Linked DNA regions of Gossypium arboreum: region 2 is linked to region 1. A link is a contact called in public Hi-C data. All regions are on one chromosome and are shown on one strand. Each heading gives the region's core, a stretch centred on a gene start, on an enhancer-like site or on the middle of the called end of the contact. The rest is flanking DNA. Distances are from core to core; before and after follow the strand shown. Region 1 holds the start of LOC108456224 (transcription factor MUTE). Region 2 holds the start of LOC108457208 (probable E3 ubiquitin-protein ligase LUL4).

Evidence for each region. A called contact is a pair of places that touch in the nucleus more often than the background predicts.
Region 2: a Hi-C map of leaf shows a contact between it and region 1, with 3 times the contacts expected there. The contact joins the promoter of LOC108457208 here to the promoter of LOC108456224 in region 1. A contact is called at or near these places in 2 of 5 Hi-C or Micro-C datasets (both in leaf).

What each region holds. Positions count from the first base shown.
Region 1 is chr9:53,264,184-53,266,756 of ASM2569848v2, reverse strand. LOC108456224 (transcription factor MUTE) reads right to left here and starts at 1,269. Exons shown (of 3, transcript XM_017754821.2): 1 at 1,073-1,269; 2 at 547-936. The coding sequence starts at 1,168.
Region 2 is chr9:54,237,288-54,239,860 of ASM2569848v2, reverse strand. LOC108457208 (probable E3 ubiquitin-protein ligase LUL4) reads left to right here and starts at 1,274. Exons shown (of 4, transcript XM_053019314.1): 1 at 1,274-1,955. The coding sequence starts at 1,453.

The DNA of each region.
Region 1 (2,573 bases), core at 20-2,519:
TAAAATCTCTCATCTTCTACTCATATATTTAACATTGTTTTATATATATATATATATATATATATATATATATATATATATATAAAGCATTTGTTAGTGGCCGGAGAACATTAGTTATTTTTATTAATCTAATATCCCATTGATAATTAGTTAGAGTTGAAACCATAGTTCATGAATATAATGGAAAATAACAATTTTTCATTGATTATTTCTTGATACAAAGCACACGTGATATTTATTATCAAATTAATTCTTTGATACATTGACAAATTTATGACAAAAAGAGTATAACCCCTAAATCCTAAATTACCAGTAATATATTCGTCAAATTAGTACTGCAATATTATCAAATTCGTGTTCCATGTCCCGTATTACTTAATACAATGGACATACCTTTATGACAAAAGGGGTATAAACCCTAAACCCCTCGACGCCAACAATAATATCAAATTAATTCCTAGCAAATTCAAGTCCATTAAAACTCTGACGCATTATTTAATGCCGGCAATAACAACTGTGGTTGAAACAAATAGATAATGATCATACCTTGATGACAAAGGAGTATAAAAAAGTGTCTTCCATGCTGCTGATGTTGACGTGAAGAACCTCAAATGAAAATTTCTCAAGCACAGCTATTATCTTCAGAATTTGACCGGGTATTCGTCCGCACACGATCTTCAGGACGACGTTGGATCCGGTGATCCTTGCTTCAACATCCGCAAGCGATGAGTTGCAACAAGCACCGACATCTCCCACCGGTTCGAATCCAATGGGAGAATGGTTAGGTTTTGCGGGCAAAGGTAGTGGCCTTGGGGTACTTGGACTAGGGTTAGGGCTTAAGCTCTTCCTTTGTTTCTTCGATTCCAAAGCTTGTAAAACTTGTTGCAACTCCTTGATGAACTCTATCACACCACCTATGACCGATGCTTGGTCACCCTATAGAAACAAAAAAAGAAAAAATGAAACCCTAAAAATTAAGAAATTAAGAAAGAGAAAGACAATTAGGGTTCAATCTCGCAATCTTGATATCGATCGAAAATAAAAGGAAAAAAAGAAGGAAGAGTTAAGTTACCCTCTTAATATAGAAACAAGGGGTTAAGGAACGCAAAACTTTGAGATGCTCATTCATTTGCCTTCTCCTATTTCTCTCCACAGCAATATGAGACATGTTCACAAAGAGTTCAATTCTCAACTAGGGTTTTTATCTTTTATATATGTATGTGATGGATCTTTCAGATGTAATGCTTTGACATGAAGTTGTTTTTTTTGTTTGGTGGGGTTTATATATATATATAAGAATATTAAAATATAGTTGGGAAAGTGGTGGCTGATGACTTAGTTGGGAAATAAATGCTGTGGGATGCAGTCTCGTGAGGGTTGCTTTGGTTTACTCTTTAGAAATAAGTGTCATTACGTAGAGCTCACGTTTATTATCTTGGAACAATTACAGCCTTTCCTCATGTAATTTTGCTCATCTTTTAACTGCCTTTACCTATTTTTCATGCATTTTCCCCTCTTCTTACTACTCTATATATGTCTTTCATGCATGCACTGTCTTTATAGTGAGTAAATAAATTGTCTAATAAAATAAAATAAGCCATGAATGTAGTTTATATTACTTGTTTTGTCCACGTGTTGTTTTATGATGACATGTTTTGATTAAAGGGTCAGTAGTTATTCCCTTCATTCTAAATTCTAATAAACTTATCACACTTTTGACTTTTGGCGATTAAATTCTTTTGACTTTTGATTTACTATTTTTAAAATTTATCATTAATAATTTTTTTAAAATATTACTTAATACTTTAAATGTAGTAATTTTTAGACTTAAATCACAAAATGATATCTAAATTTTTAAGTTGGTATCTAATTTTTTTATCACAAGTGATGTCTAAACTATATCCCATTACTTAAAGTGATACCTAAACTATACTATTTTTTTCAAATTTATACCTAAACTTTTTTTTTCTTACAAGAGATACTTAAACTAGACTTTGTTGCCTGCAGTCATACCTAAACCATAGTCTATTGTCCAAATTATCTCGACCATTAAAAAATCTTTTTAAACAATTATTTTATAACACGTGACACTTTTAAATTAAAATAAAATAAAATTAAATTAAAAAATTTCAAAAAGTTTTTTACACTTTCTCCTCCCGAATCATTCTTTCTTCTCTTTTAATGAAATTTCTTTTAAGCTAGAAACAAATTTATTGAAACGGTCATGGTAAAAGCGGTGGTACAATATTCCAGATTACAAAACCAAGGGAAAAAGATCTGCACCTATAAGTGACAACAATCATCCAATAACACCAGGCTTGCACCTATAAAGGTCATACAAGCTTATCAGATTTGACTTGCAGACCACCCGACAGAAAGCCTTGATTAATCGCCATTAATTTGATAGAACAGACAATTCAACACAGCTACGAATCATTTCGCCTCTCTACGATCTAACAAGTCCCAACCAACGCAATCATAAGCATAATCCCCCTTCATTCTCCTTGGATTTAGTCATTCAGTGCAAGATTTCCTTAGCCAACAAGATTCCATAAAAAAATTGTCAACCTTCC
Region 2 (2,573 bases), core at 25-2,524, 970 kb before region 1:
AAGAGCTTTTATTATTTGTTTTCTATTTGAGTTGGATGTGTTCAACTTGAGTTTTTATCGATTTTATTTCCACCAAGGGCTGTTTCATGTTAAAGGATAGCATTTTCTAAGAATTTATAAGATTTTGCAAATAAATTTGAAGAAAATTAAAGAACATCTGTCAATAACACAATAATATTTTGATTTAAGGTAACATATAAATATGAAAACAACTAAAATACTTAATTGAATACTCGAAATAGATATTCAACAAAACCAATTAGAATATCAAGAAACAAAAAAAAAAAAAAAAATACCCTCAAGTTTGAAATTGGTACCCCCAGTGTGCAACAATTTTGTTTGCTTGCAAGAAACTACATCAATGGGATCTAAGGTAGGCTATGGGAGGACGAAGGAGAAAAGAATAAGATGAGGACAAATATGGGAAATGAAAGAAAAAAAAATCGAGAAAGAAAAGAAAAGGTGCAATATATTTTTATTATTCTTGTATATATTTTTTATTTATTAATAATTTTTAATTTAATTTTTAGATGATAACAATATCATAATGTCACTAATAACATATGTCATTGTCCGGTATTGTCACTTGTTCCAGACTTAACGATGTTAAAAAAAATATCAAACTAGTTGACGAAAAAAAGTTCGAGTACTAATCTGGGACAAAAAAAACAGTACCAATATGGAAGAAGTGGACAAATTCGATTACCAATTTTATATTTAACTCTATTATATATTAAATAATATTTTGATAATTATCTGAGGACAAAGTGGGACAGGACGAATTTTTCCTAAATACAAATCTATCTAATTAATTGGAGATCAAGGCCCGCTCTTAAATCAAATCTAAAAAGCCGATTCTATCGTATCACATTGAGTCGAAACCCATTTAATTAGATTTTTTATCAACCCTAAATTTGACCAATAATTATATAAAATAGAATTTAGAACACAAAATTAGAGATGTGAATGGGTGAAGGCTTAGTTCTAAAATATTTTTCAAACTCAGGTTAGTTTTAAGGTCAGTTGAGCTAGTAAAAAAAATACACCTTATACTATTTAAAAATATTTTTTAAATTATTATTATTTTATATATTTTATAATTAAAATTTAATTTAAAATAAATTTTATTATTTAAATTGAATTCAAGTCAAATTGAATTAAATTAAAATAGAAAAATCATTATTTAAATCCCACCCAAATTAAAATAGACCTATCAGGCCAGAGTTCTAAGATGTATTCAAAGCCTAATAAAATTGTAATAAAAATTTTATTATTACAGAAAAATAGAAATTTAAACACAGACTTAAAAGCAAAAAAGTCAATAATGAATTAGAGTGTTAGGAACTTTCATTGGTTTCACCAAACTAAGAAATAAAAGCAACTCTCTTCCTCAGCTGTCCATTTTCTTGGAAAATTTTCCTTTTTTCCCTTTCACTTTCTTTCTCTCCAAACATGGGCATCTCATGGAGCAACACAAGCAATAGCAACCGGAGGAGAAACCAAGCTTACCTCCATGGCCCTCCACCTCCTCCACCTTTCTATTATCCCCAAGAACCCACTTCCCTTCCTCCTCCGCCACCTCCACCGCCATCCCAGCCTTCTACTAGCCACCCTTATCCTGCGCATCCTCCACCCCCACCGCCTCCAATTCCCAACAATTACTACTGTTCCCCACCCTACAACCCCTGCTGTTACTCAAACCCTGTCATGGGTCGTTACCCTATTCAATATCCTCCATATTTCGCCAACCAGGCTAGTGCCTGGCCCCCGATTCGTGCTCATGCCGTGGCGGCGGTGCCGCCTCAGCCGCCACCTCCTTATGTGGAGCATTATAATGCCAAGAAAGTGAGGAATGATGTGAACGTGCACAAGGATACGTTGAAGCTGGAAGTAGACGAGCAGAATCCCGATCATCACTTGGTTTCTTTCGTTTTTGATGCTTTGTTTGATGGCAGGTAATTTTTTTCAAAAAATTATTTACTTTTGTTGCTTAATTTTGGGTCTGGTTCAAGTTCTTCTTTTTAGAGGAAAAAGTAAAGATGGGTTTAGTTTAAGGTTTATTACTTTATTTTTGGATGAAAAAAAAATCAAATAAATGATAGTTGAAATATTTATTTGAAAGCATGAGTACATAACCAATGGAAAAAACAAAATGTAATCCTAATCAAACCCGATGTTAGTGTAGCTAGTTTGATATGAAAAACCAAATTGAAATTATAAAAAACTGTTCTTTGGTCATTAAATGATTAAAGAAAGATAGAGAATTAGATAATGTAATAGGGTTTGGATGTTATATGGATTCCAAAATAGTGCTTGTAACTTCATTGCGTTTGACAGTGATGCCATGAACCTACCAAATCTGAAGGATTAAAAATCTTAATGCAGCAGCAGCTAGTCCTTATACTATTTAGAAGCATTTTTGCTGCTAGGATTAGAAATCTATTTGAGGCAAGATACAATTCACATTTTTATGAGCAGATGAGCTTTCTTATTTGAGTTCGGGATTGTGCATTTGGTTATTGCTTTTCTAGCTTTAACTAATCAAATGTGAGTATCCTTATCGTATATGCATT